Linked DNA regions of Hordeum vulgare: region 1 is linked to region 2. Evidence: chromatin contacts called from public Hi-C data. All regions are on one chromosome and are shown on one strand. Each heading gives the region's core, a stretch centred on a gene start, on an enhancer-like site or on the middle of the called end of the contact. The rest is flanking DNA. Distances are from core to core; before and after follow the strand shown.

Region 1 (6,662 bases), core at 230-2,729, 750 kb after region 2:
ATCAATCTTCTCCCTCAAGCTCGCTGCTTCTTGCTCTCTCTTCATCTTCTCTTTAGTCTTCTTGTCGTCATCGGGCTTGTGCAAATTTCTTGGGCCATCATCATCCTCATCTTCATCCATGTTTATAAGTGAGCCTTTCTTTGGTGGGGATTCTTTGTCGATCAACTTCCACTTCTCGCATTTTTGGAGCAACTCCCAACAATGCTCTAATTTGAAGAATTTGCCTTCCGAAGCTTCCATGTCCTTGTATCTATGTTGAGCAATCTTGTTCTACAAAATATGAACAAAGTGATGCAATCATTTCCCATGATACATTATGATGATGCACAACTTGAACAAAGGAAAAACAAACTCACATAGTCAGACTCCACGGTGCCACTTGGAGGTGCATTGCGTACTTGCTCCAAGCAAGCCGCCCAACGGCTGCACATAGGCTTGATATTCTCCCAATGCCCTTGAAGCGACCGAAATGTGCCTGCAGTCCTATTAGGATACTTTTTCATAATGCGGAAGTATTGATCTTCGATCCTTTGCCAATATCAACCGCGTTCGTGTCCAACATGTTCATGAACTCGGTTGTTGCATTGTTCGAACCACCGCTATAGCGAACGATAACAAGTCACGAGCTACCGAGACTAATGGCGAAAAATGAAAGGGAATCGCCAAGACTGAAGAGGCATACCTTCCGGCCATTTCGTCAAACACCTCGGTTGCGGGGGGAGCGGGATCGTTCAACGACATCGCCGGAGCATCTCCTTACGGGGGGATGAAGTCAGAGGTTGAATAAGGTGGCTTCCTTGAAGCGAACCTTCCTCCGCTTTACGCCCGTGGCCTTGTCGGCCTTCTCCGCCGTCGGCCGGTATCACACTGCGGCGTTGGCGCCCGGAGCGTGGGCCGTCGCGGCGGGGGCAGCCGGATTCCCGCCCTGCACGACCACGGTGCCCTGCCGCTTGCGGGAAGGCGTGGCGTGTGCTTGGGCGACGGCGGCGGGGGCAACATGGCCGGCGACGAGATCCGCCCCGAGGGGAAGGAGCATGCGCGACCTCGACGGTGACGGGGGACAACATGGGGGTCCTCCATGGCGGTGAGGAACGGCCGGGGAGGAGGAACCGGAGCTTGCGGAGGGGGGGGGGCAATGGTGGCGGAGGGTGCGGGGAGCGGGGATCGGGCGCGCGGAAATATCCCTCCCGCCAAATCTCGCGCGGGATAGGGGTTCAGCTCGGGTCGGCCTCCCAGCCCGTGAAGATAGAGGTTGGGGGAGAAGATTTGCCGCGACCCGCACATTTTTTTACGGACCGGGACGGAATGCGGGGTCTGATTGTGCGGACTTTTTAGCCTCGATCCGTAATTTGACGGTTATTTTACGGGTCGGGACGGGATGCGGGATGTGCTAGAGTTGATCTAGTATGGAGTTGGCTCTCTCAATTCCGCATCCGCTTCCCTCCTAAATTCCTCTTCCCCTGAACCATACAAGGAAGTTTTAGTCTCATGTCCTCTCAATTCCCATTCCCTAGTTTTAATTCCCCCCAACCAAACAGGCTGCTAGTCTTCTTCATGCTCCCACCTCCGCAATAACTCTCACGCCTGCGGCGGGAACGACGTGGGCAGCCAAGAAAACGCCACACGAGCAGCCGCCACCGGTTAGGCCACCAGCGCAGCCCACGCCTACAAGAACCCCCAACCCTAACCGCAATTGCTAGTTCCTCTTAGCTCTCCCACCACCATTTCGTCTTCCTTCTCCTTCTTCTCTTCTTCCTCTCTTCCGTTCCGCGTAGACTGACCCAAGGAGCGGTCGGATGGGTAGATGGGAGGCGCTCGTCGCTATTGCGGTCGTGGCGGTATTTCTCGCGGCGGCGGCCGAGAAAGTGGACGCAGCGAAGGCGGCGGCCAAGGGGAAGTACCAAGCGCTGTTCAACTTCGGGGACTCTCTGGCTGACGCTGGCAATCTGATAGCAAACGGCGTCCCAGACAACCTCACCACGGCGAGGCTGCCTTACGGGCAGACCTACTTTGGCAAACCCACCGGCCGGTGCTCCGACGGCCGCCTAGTAATCGACCACCTGGGTGAGTGCCCGGTTTGATTTGGTTATTTCTTACTGCTTTTCTTGATTCCTCCGAGATTCGGTCCTGATGGGTTTCCTGCGCTTGGTCGGTTATTGCAGCACAAGAATTCGGGCTGTCGCTGCCACCGCCGTCCAAGGCCAATCACTCGGACTTCAAGCACGGCGCCAATTTCGCCATCACCGGCGCGACAGCGCTCGACACGCCCTACTTCGAAGTTAGGGGCCTCGGCGCGGTGGTCTGGAACTCCGGTGCCCTCATGACCCAAATCCAGTGGTTCCGTGATCTCAAGCCTTTCTTGTGCAACTCCACCAAGGGTAAATGTCAAAATCCCACCTTTGCAGCTATGTAGGTGTTGGATTGTGAAATAATTGGGAATTTGCTTTTGAATCTTTTGTTCTCGTGAGGTTTTTGCAGAAGAATGCAAGGAGTTTTATGCCAATTCGCTGTTCGTTATTGGCGAGTTTGGTGGCAACGACTACAATGCGCCCTTGTTTGCAGGCAAGGGCCTTACAGAGGCCTACAAGTTCATGCCGGATGTCATCCAGGGCATCTCCGATGGCGTCGAGGTAGCGATTGCTTCTTTGAGTTATTTGTTCGCTGTTATCAAATGTACTTCCAACTTTAGTTGTTCATGTATGCTTCAGGAATTGATCGCTGAGGGGGCAGCGGATCTTATTGTGCCAGGGGTGATGCCCACTGGGTGCTTCCCCGTGTACTTGAATATGCTGGATATGCCAGCCCATGAGTATGGCTCCCAGAGCGGGTGCATCCGTCAGTACAACACGTTCTCATGGGTGCACAATGAACATCTCAAGAGAGCACTAGAGAAGCTCCGGCCCAAGTATCCCAATGTGCGGATCATATACGGCGACTACTACACACCAGTTGTCCAGTTCATTCTTCAACCTGAGAAGTTTGGTTAGTTCTCAAACACTGAACTGTTAACTTTTGCCATAGCTAACTCTGGAAGCATCGGAATTTAGTGATTTGCAAATTAGTTGTATGCATATATTCATATCCTTGGTTAATAGATACTGCACTACTGAAATTGGCTTTCCTTAGCTAAGAGTTCTGTTGTTTTGTTCTTACTGATGTACTTACCACAGATGGATCTTAGTGTGCATGTGCTTTTTTCTCTCTGGTGTAAAGTCAACTGTTACCCAGTCAGCGATTTCCCTATATAAAATTAGATAGTTCAGATCTTGGCAGAGAGCAATAAGTTCCTTAGCCTTCTGTAGTAAGTAGATTGAAGCACATAGCATAATACAAAAATGCTGAACACAACTTGCAGCCCCAAAGCACCTTACTCATGTTCAGAGTATATAGAAGCAAGGTTACTAATCCCATACTCTAGAATCATTTATCTAGTCTTTAAAGGGGTACTAGCTATCACTTCAGTCAGTACTACTTCATAGCTTACCCGATTGCTAATTTTGTGGTTTAGTGGTCATGTGGGCTAATAGTTAGGATGGTTCAAATATGTACTCCAATCAGAACTTATACTACCTGCCATAATGTCACCTTAGATTAAAGGATTCATTTTACATTTAGTCTTTTACAATGTTGTTTATGGGTTGTACAAGCCACTATAATATCCTTGTAACCTTAACTCAGAACGCATATGTACTCCATGAACTGCAAACACATGTTTTCTATTATTAGAACGTCACCTTTTTTGATTGTGTATAGTTATCACGATGTTGTTAAGATAGGTATTTCACAATGGAAAACGTGTGTATCAAGTACAGTTTGTCACATACTAGTCCTCATGTCTGTCCGCATAAGCGCACACGCACCCACATGCTGGAGTGATGACCACATACTGGTTAAACCTGTAGCCCTATGGACAACCTGCAAGAAATTAGGAGTAGACAACTTGTTAAAAAACATGCACTCTGGGTAACCATATTGCTCTGAGAATGGCACAAACTCCCACACGTATTTTTGCCCTTCAGCTTATGGTGAATACCACCTAACCAGTTTCCAAACAAATTTGGAATATTTGTTGGTGTGCCGGATCACGGTAGTAAACATAAAAAAGGGCAGCCGATGCACATAGCTCATGCTTGCGGAGGGTCCGGGGAAGGGTCCGACCACTTTGGGTCTATAGTACGCAACCTTTTCCTACATTTTTGCAAGAGATTGTTTTCAGGATTCGAACCTGTGACCTCATGGTCACAAGCAACAACTTTACTTGCCGAGCATCCTTTTGAAGCGGCCTTCACTAATTTCCATTCCTTGTTGGTGAGCTAATGATAAAGAATGAGAGTCGTGAGGTATATAAACGGAAGGGATCCCACCTCAAGCCAAACATGTACTGATTCTCCTCCTTTTGGCCTTACCAAAATAGAAGAGCTTACTTTTGGGGGAGCGCTACGCGACCACCGGTAGATGTCTAATAAACATCCACCATCGTGATAACTGTCAGATCTCCGCGTGCGCAGCCGTTCGCAGCCGTCCGATCTAACTCCTAGCAGGCGGCTCAGTCTCCTCCCCGACACATTAATTCCTGAAACGACAAATCAGTTGCGGAAACAACCGTTTTGTTTTGACCCTGACAGAGCTGTAGACGGCGAATTTTTTTTGCAATAAAGATTTAATAAGGGGTGACCGACAGATTGAGCTGACAACTTTTGCAACAAGGGCCATGTTGCGGAACTTTTGCAACATAGATATTGTTGCAGGAATTTTTCTGCAACAAAGCTAATGTTGTAGATTCTTTTTGGTTTTCAACTTTACATTGGTGTTACAGAAAATGTTCTGCAACATAACTAATGTTGCATAATTTTTTCTTGCATCAAGGAGGATGTTGCATGAAAAAACCCAAATCCAGCCGCTTGCCCTCCCAGCCAGACGAGCCCCGAAACACCCCTATTGTTATCCAGTATCAGGACCTGAAACAACAGGTGAGTTGCAGGAAAATGAAAGCGGCTTCGGCAGACGCGGGGACGCTGTCGACCGTCTGATCAACACACGATCGAACGACCATTGAGCCGGCGGACGGGCGCGCGCGATCGACCGGTAGAAGATAATCTTTTCCCTTACTTTTGTGGAAATAAATTTTGAGACCCGAAAATTGTTCGTAAACAAACAAGATCAACCTCATATAATCACCTTTTGAAGGTCATGTTCCATAAAAGAGACTGGCATCCACACATCCGCACACTGAAAGGACGTGGATGTCGCCTAGAGGGGAGGGGGTGTGAATAGGCACTTTCAAATAATTACGGTTTAGTAAAACTAGTGTTTAGCACAAAACCTAAAACAACTAGGCTCACCTATGTGCACCAACAACTCATGTTGCTAGATAAATAACTAAGTGATAGCAAGATATATAACATGAAACAATATGGTTATCACAAAGTAAAGTGCATAAGTAAATGGCTCGGGTAAGAGATAACCGAGGCACACAGAGACGACGATGTATCCCCAAGTTCACACCCTTGTAGATGCTGATCTCGGTTTGGAGCGGTGTGGAGGCACAATGCTCCCCAAGAAGCCACCAGGTCCATCGTAATCTTCTCACGCCCTCGCACAATGCAGATCAGTAGGTTCTTGAAACAGCAGCTCATAATCTTGCAGTAACTCCTGTAGTTCTACTGGTAGCTCCTTAGCAACCTCTGCTGTGTCTACAGCACAAGCAGTGAATAAAACAAACCCACACACTGCTTGGTCCATCAAAGTCTGAACTTTATCCTTTGTTTCTTCAGGCTGATAGCTTGGAACTGTTTCATCTTGAAAAGTGATTATATGATCTTGTCCCATTGACACCTTCATTTCCATTTTGATGAAATCCATGTGTATAGGGCTGTATTTCTTGAGCCAATCCACTCCTAGTATCATGTCATAACCCTTGAGCTGGAGTACTCTGAAACTGTCACTGAACTTCTGGTTTTGTATCTCATAAGAACAGTTTGGCAGTATGAATTCACTCCACAGCACTTCTCCACTTGCTACAGCCACTTTAATTTTGTTAGTGGGCCTTAGCTGGACTTTCAGTTTTGCTGCCATCTCAGGGGAGACAAAGGTAGTGCTACCACTATCTACCAAAGCTGTAGCAGATATATTTCCCACTTTTACTGTTAAAATGAAGGTGTTCCTTACTGCTCCAATTCCCATAGCAGCATGCATAGAAACTTGGAGTATTGCCTCCTCAGGTAGCTGATCTATGTTCTCAAGATCAGGATCAGCAAAATCAGTAACAAAGATGGTTTCAGGCATTCCCTCTTCTAATGCTTGCAAAGCCTGAATCTGAGCTTTTTGACTCATTCTACACACCTGTCTATGGCCAGGGACCCAAGGTTCCCTGCATTTATAGCACACTTGATTTTGCTTAGCTTGCTGAATTACAGTATTCCTGTTCTGCATTGCATCTTTTGCTTCTACTTTGGGCTGATCAAAGGTTACTTGTCTCCTAGGCTGTGGTACATAAGCCTTAGTGTGGCCCGCCACCACTGGTGGTTGTGCTTTTTCCATTCTTCTAGCATACCAGATTGCAGTCTGCATATCCTTGGGTTTAAAACACTCCACATGGCTCTTAATATAGGAGTTGAGTCCAGCCACAAAACTTGTTACATAGTAGCTATCAGGAATACCAG
Region 2 (7,178 bases), core at 1,296-3,795:
TAAATAGAGGTCTTCACCATAGAATCGTGGCACGCGGGACGAAAAGGGCTTTGCTCACCTCCTCTCTAGGGTTAACAAAGTTGAACACAAACTTAGAGAGCTTTGCTCCTTTATCTACCCAATGGGATATCCCCAAGTGGGTTCAAGGCCTCCCACTTGTGGAGAAACTCTATTTGGATTTCAAGACCTCCCTTGTGGAGAAGATTCCTTTATGAATTCAAGACCCTCATGGAGACGAGCTATCGGTTTCCATCTTCCTTTGTGGTGTTTGGATCAAGAAGTACCTCCTATGTTAACTTTTGGTTATGAGAACTGTGTTTGGTTGTGAATCTTGTCCTTATTGAGCGTTTTCCTCTTGTTTGCTTTTATTCTTCCCCACATCCATCTCTATTCGTGAAGATCGGTCACCCCTACGGTTTGCTTGTTTGCTTGGGTCTACGCTCTCATAAGCACGCCACGTATGTCGGTTTCACTTGCATCACATTCAATCCCAAAAGTATTCACAAAATCCGGTAGAACACAAGTTGTTGTATATGTTTTCTTATCCGATCGATAATGTTTCTAGAGTCTTCTAGCTATGAGTAGAGGTTGAACCTTAAGTAATGTTTTCCAGAATCTTCTAGTTGTAAGTAGAAGTTAAGATGTGAAGGCTTGTTAAAGCCCTATTTATAGAGGTCCTGATCTCTAGTTTGTAACCAATCTATATACCCATTACCTATAATAGAACTTGGTGTTTTAATCTGAGGTCTTGGACTAGGTCTTGTGTTTAAGGAGTTTTGGACTGCACTCATGCTACCATATTGGCTTATATTTGCTTCTAGCGCGATATCTGACGCAACACGTTGAAATAGCTCCTTCAACACTAGTGATGTACACTTTGTAGCGTTCAAGTGGAGTTGTTCCTCCACAACCTTGTGCCGATTCAGTAAAGTTATTTAAGCTAGCAATCATTGAGGAAACGGCATAATCTCCTCACCATGTAGCGGTGAAACATTGCTATTGTCCTCGTCGCGGTAGAGCATTTTAAGTCCCCAATAGACGACCTAATGGCCTAGCCGGACATCTCGCATCTCATCGAGGAAAGTGGCCTTGTCCAACCACCAATGGTATCCAATAGAGGGGGAGACCAGAAACGTCACACAATTGTCCGATGAGTGAACATTGCTCATCCAAACTGCGCGACTAATCCAAGCAGCCAAGGTGCACCCCTCGGCTATCGTCTCGATAGCCGGCAACTAGAAATAACCATAAAAATCCGTGGCTAAGGCTTCCATAATCAATACATGGAATACGATAATGTAGTCATTGCCTTGCATATGTACACCCCTAGCCCATCTCCACAACATGTAGATAGTGGAAATATGCGACATTTTAAGTGCCCTGTAAGATTAATTTTGTAATACTGAAGTGGTTGCTTCTTTCCTTGATGAGTCGTGTACTGTAAACAATATCCTGGCATAATTATATGCATTAATAAATTGACCATTTGTTAAGTAATATGTATACATCATTTTCATCTGACTTAGGGCCATGGTTATTTCCCCATTTCAGGACTGGGTTTCACAGAGTGCAACACAGATAGCTACTCAACTATGTGGGTTCGTGACCATTGTTGCAGGGACTTTTCTACTTCACAAGACTAACACCAGCAGCACAGATAGACATGTGGAGAGGGCACCAACACCTCCGCCACCACCGCCACCTGATCAAATTCGTGTGCAGGGATGAAGCCTGCTTCCAAGTTACCTAACTTCAGCTCCACGTCTAACAAGTACCAAATGTACCAAAACTTTGAGACAACAAGCACATGCAATCTGATTGAATATTATATTGGTCTAGTAGTAGCATATAGTTGTGTTATGTTTTCCTTTTACCTGTATAGTTGAAGTGTATAAATATAGAGTATCCACTACACATGACTTTCTTTTTGAAAATTCCACTACACATGACTTTAAATTATGCAGATGGCTAAATAACCTTTGTTTTCTACAGCTTTACTAATCTTCTGTTTCTGTTTTTTTGTTGTTGTATAGCTGAGGTCTCTCCACAAGTTTTTGCTATTTTTTAGAGGAACAAAATCTTGCTCACATATCTTAAGGAAAAAAATAAATCTTGCTCCAAGTTTATTTGACCTATTTTAGAATAATAGGACGCCAAAACCCAAACAACTTATGAACATACTTTATGAATGATCCGTAAAGGGGCAAAAAGAAAATGCAACGAGAACTTAGGTGAACATTTTGAAAATGATGGTTTTCATGCACTGTCTACAAATATGTTTGTATGTATCGTGTCTGTAGTTGTCTTGTATTTTCTAATGACACAAAACTATGATCGGTGTCCATGTCTTTTTGGTGATACGTAAGCCGTTTACTTGCGTAGGTGAACTGAGTTTAGGATTATTTCTTTGACACCTAAGAGCAACTCCAACGCGTGCGTGTCCGTTTGGTCGCGGCGGACAGAAAAGTCGTCTCAACACACCGACTTAAATGGACGCACGCTTGTCTGTCAACCCATTTTTCAGTCTGATTTGCGTTGGCGTTTGTATTGGCGTGGACATGAGACGGGCACACACATCGCACGCGAACTACCCCTTGGCCAGCCAGTCGGTGGTAAAGCCTCCATAATTTCCCTTCACTTTCTCAAAACCTTCTCGTCGACGCGCGCTTCCGGCCGCTCGCCATGGATGACGATCTTGATGCCACCGTCGGCCTCGCCTTGTTCGGCATCACGACCGCACCCTCTTGCGTTCCGGCCGCTCGCCATGGACGACGATCTTGATGCCACCGTCGGCCTCGCCTTGTTCGGCATCACGACCGCACCCTCCTGCAAAGGCAAGCCTCGCGCCTGTCGGAATCAGGGCTTCACCGATCCGAGGAAAGGTTCGAACACTTGGGTGCGCTCGCTCTTCTATCCTGTTCTACCTCATGGCTTCATGGTGACTCTACGGTAGCGCGAGCTAAGGCGACGAGCTAGGACGCGCGAGAGTTTATCCAGGTTCGGGCCACCTTGCGGTGTAAAACCCTACTCCTGCTTGTGTTGGGATTGCCTGAGGTGGAAGACAGGTAGAAAGGTGGGTTCTTGCCCTACCCAGGGACGAGGTTGGATCCCCTTCTACGGAGGCCGGGCCTCTCCTATATATGGGCCTTGGTCCTCTTCCTCCGAAAACATTGGCGGGAAGGGTTGCCACAACGACCATTTTTGAAAGGGGACATGACTGCAGTCCGCCCTGACAAATATGGTCTTGGTGTGCAAAAGCTTCTTGTCATGACGCCCTGGTGGGCTTGGGGATGACCTCCATCCCGCGGAGCCTCCATCTTTAGTCTCCTTGCATCGAACGGGAAACCCTTGTGGGTCGCTATGGGGTGCATGCCAGCTGTCCCACCTTGCTTAGGAGGGAAGGGGAAACTCTCCTCGTACACAATCGCTAGCACTGCTCATGCGCCGCGTAGGCGGCCTGCCTCATCCACGTGAAGGAGCCGGGTCGTGGGACCTGGCCAAGTCGCCTTCGATGGGCTCACTCCACGGGGGCCTCAGGGGAAAACTTCGCGATGGGCGCCCTCCCGAGGCCCTTCACGACGACCTTCAAACGCTCACCTCGCGAGGCATGGCCCCTCACGAATGGTTCTCCTTACTGGGCTCGCCCCGCCGCGTCACGTCCGGGGCCGTAGGCCGACGGACCTGGGTACCCCCGGTCTCAGGGGCCCGACAGTAGCCCTCGGGCCCGCGTCGGGCATGACTCCTCCCAACGGGAGGGGCGAGGTGACGTGGGCCCCAACCGCCTATGGGTGAGGCTCGGCGCGCAGCGTTCGACACTACATGGGGCCCTTCCTTCCCGCGGCGCTTCGAGAATCGCCTCATGCGGGTAGGGGCAGATCATCTGTGCTGTGTGTGCCGTCGTTGCTCCCGATTGACGCCATTCATTCACGTCGTTTTTCCCGCGAAGACAGCCAGTTGGGGGAACGAGGCGACACAAGACGGAACCGCCCATAGGCCAACCGCGGCATGTGGCGCACGATGGGCACGTCGCCGCTACTCCCACGACGCCCCGGGTGCCGTGATCATGGCTATAAGACGACCACCCCCGGGGCGCGCCACCACATTGCTTCTTCCTTCTTCCTGTCCCCGTCCCGCTCTTCCACCCCTGTGCGAACGCCGCCTCCTTTCTTCCCCTTCTCGTTCAATGGCGACTAGAAGGGGCACCCCTGGCGACGAGGTGCACACGACATCTTTAGGGTCGCGGCTGGCCGCACCGTGATGGCGTAGGTCTGCCAGCGACGAGTAAGTACACCGCCACTGTTGCTTCTTCTCGCGTGTCTTGCTTGTCCTGATGAATCCTGACTGTTGGACCTTTCAGGGCGCCGGCGCCCCAGAGGTGTCGCGTGAGCCCGCTGGGGGCATCCCGCACGCCGCCTTCTGGGGAGGCCTTCTCCTCCTTGTGCGGCCTGATGAGACCTGTGGCACCCACAACCCCCGCCGAGGAGCCGGCCGGGCCCTCAGAGGGCGCGACCCAACTTGCCATGTTTGCCCCTCAGGGCATCGGGAGCGAGGTGGCCCCGGACCGCAGCGAACCCGCTTGGTAGGAGGACCGTCAACGGCTCAGGTGCGAAACACTCGAGGCGGAGACGGGCGCTCAGGGCCCAGCTGCGGAATGCCTATGCCGTGCTTCACGACGCACTCAGGGCGAGGAGAGCGCCAAGGAGGAGCTGGCCGCGCTCCAGGCCCAGATTGAAGAAGCCGCCGACGCCGTGCAAGCAACCAAGGACGACGCGACACATGCGCGGAAGATGGAGGCGCAACGTGCCAAGCAGTTCATGGAGCTTGCCCTCCGCACGAACAACGCGCCACGTCACTTCGTCAATACGCTCCGTCGCTGCCCCGCGCGCACCGCAATGGGGTCTACCTCGAGTTCTTCACCAAGGTGGTGGATGCGTTAGAGTCGGGCGTCTCCAAGGTGGACGGCGACTTCGACTCCAGGGCGCGTGACCTCCTGGGCGATGTGCTAACGCAGGTCTTCTCGAACCTGCGTCGCCATGATCCTACGTTCGACCTCCCCCTCGTGATGGGGCCGATGCCCGATGACCTCCGGTGCCCCCTCAAGGACGAGGTGAGCGAGCACGTGGAGTCCCTGGTGGAGCCGTTCATTTGAGCGGAGACCCCCGAAGCAAGCGGCAGCCCTAGCGCCGGGGCCCTCGAGGGCCACGATGAAGACAACGCCTCCTCCGCCTAGGCTTCCCCTTTCCCGTTGCACTCAAAATCACCCGACCCCATGTGGGGCATCAAATGTGTAATATATTTTTGTTTTTAACAACTCCTCTCTGTCATGCTTAGCGTGCCACTGCTCGTCTCGTGAGGCCTTCCGGCGCCCCTCGTCGTTTCCTTAGTCCCCGCCGAGAGTCCTAGTGAGGTCACACCTCAGCGGCCTTTTCCCACTGGGCAATGGGGCCTCGGAGGATAGCCCCCGAGCATTCCTTAGTACTCGCCCTTTCCCGGCCAGGCTGTCACTCCATGTTGCCTTGGTCGTTCTTCATCCCCCGAAGCAGCTCTCACGACCGTCCTGCGGTGGCGCCTTGAAATCCCTGATGTGGCCATGGGCCCAAGACTCGCGAGGCCGATGCCCTATTGAGGCATAGCGGTGGGCCGACCTGAGGCTACGACGCGCGCCGCGAGGCCAGAAACGATGCCCCTAGGCTTTCCTGGGCCCTCGGGCCCAACGGCTCGACCCGCGGGTGCATGTATCGATGCGTTTTATCTCGTAGTGGGGAACGGAGCGGTGCGAGTCTTACACACCGAAGAGTCGCGTGCGACACGTGGCAAGCAGGGGGCATCGGACGCTCCCGCTTCCCACGTCGCCTAGGTGTCCTCAGGCACCACGTTAAAGCCTGCGTGCAGCGCAGGGCCATTATTGCCCCCGTTAGTCTTCCAGCATTGGGGCGCGTGCGAAGCGGCATAGACCAACTGCCCGCTCGGCGGCTCCATATAAGGGCGAGGGGGAGGGACCCCCCTGCCCCAACCTTCTCATCCTTGCTTCCCACTCTTACTCACTATTGCCCCGGTAATGGCACCAGCGAAGAGGTCCATTGGCGCCGAGAGGAAGACGACATCAAAGAGAGGAGCGGGTGCGCGACGGTCGACGATGGAGGCATGACATCCCCACGCGCCTGTTGCTGCGCTCAAGGCACCTCCTGGGGGACGTGGACGCTCCTTGCCCGCGGCCCGTGGCGCCCTCAGCATTCGCGGGAGGCGAACCGTCCGCGGGCATGATGGGTGCGGCCGTCGCGGACGGGGCCGCTAGGGCAGCCCAAGCGTCCGGCCGCCCAAGCGCGAGGTCATCGTGCAGGTGGAGGGTAGGCCCCGCACCTGGCTCCGGCTTCCGCACTTCTTTGCGGAGGAGATGGAGGATCTCGCGCCCCCGGGCCTGTGGCTGCAACTGGACGGGTGTTGCAATGGGCCCAACTAGGTGGTGAAGGAGTTCAACTCCCTTGGCTTCTTATTCTTGAGGCGCGGGTGGAAGTCATTCGCCCTCGCCTAAGGCCCGTGGGACGAGCACGTCCCCCACTTCAAATTTGACGGGGCCGCCACGCTTGGGCTGCTGCATGGAGGACAATAGTGGCGGCAGCAGCGGCTCCTCCAGTACTGATGACAGCGGCAACAACCCCTTCTCCGATGGCGGCGGGGGTGACAGTGACTCTGACGGCTCCCTGGGCACCCGCATGAAGGAGGAGGTGGATTCTGACTGAGCGCGCGCGCCACCGACGCGGGAGTCTCCAGCCTGGGTGCTTCGGGGTCCCGTCCTTCTTTTCTTACGCCATACTCCTTTCTTGAAATGCAACACACTGGTCCCGTGGGGCGTGTAAGAAGGATTATGTACCCCAAACCATGAATAGGAGGCTGTTTTGATTCAAAATGAACTTCTCCCTCGTATCTCCTGCTAATTTTGGATCCAGCCCCTGAGCGCGGGCACTGCGGTCCCTGAGGTGCAAGGTCTGCCCCGCGAGGCCTTCCTTGCGAGGCCTCGAGGTCTTGTGAGGCCTCGGGAGGAACCCTGTAGGGGAATGCCTTGGCGTGACGGCGTGCGTCAACCTTTCGGTGTTTGGTCATCGCGTGGTGGTACATCCCGTGACCTTGATGACATGGCACATGCGCAAGGTGCCCGCCAGCTGGGACCCAGCCTCCGG

What was found. Hi-C and Micro-C count contacts between places; a contact is called where the count stands out from the background.
Region 1: a Hi-C map of leaf shows a contact between it and region 2, with 7 times the contacts expected there. The contact joins the promoter of LOC123402722 here to the enhancer-like site in region 2. A contact is called at or near these places in 2 of 6 Hi-C or Micro-C datasets (leaf and seedling) and 1 of 1 datasets of contacts at active chromatin or transcription factors (embryo).

Annotation. Positions count from the first base shown.
Region 1 is chr6H:230,032,076-230,038,737 of MorexV3_pseudomolecules_assembly, forward strand. LOC123402722 (GDSL esterase/lipase At5g45910-like) reads left to right here and starts at 1,480. Exons shown (of 5, transcript XM_045096674.1): 1 at 1,480-2,064; 2 at 2,163-2,378; 3 at 2,479-2,630; 4 at 2,709-2,982. The coding sequence starts at 1,797.
Region 2 is chr6H:229,282,461-229,289,638 of MorexV3_pseudomolecules_assembly, forward strand. It overlaps LOC123406217 (probable magnesium transporter NIPA1), which reads left to right. Exons shown (of 11, transcript XM_045099703.1): 11 at 1,552-1,997. The coding sequence ends at 1,728. Among protein-coding and RNA genes, the nearest start is that of TRNAW-CCA, 29 kb to the left of the region's middle. Within about 2 kb of position 2,546, at least 1 of the 3 cell types and tissues checked has open chromatin away from gene starts, as enhancers often do. A contact at or near this core is called in leaf, where this site is marked.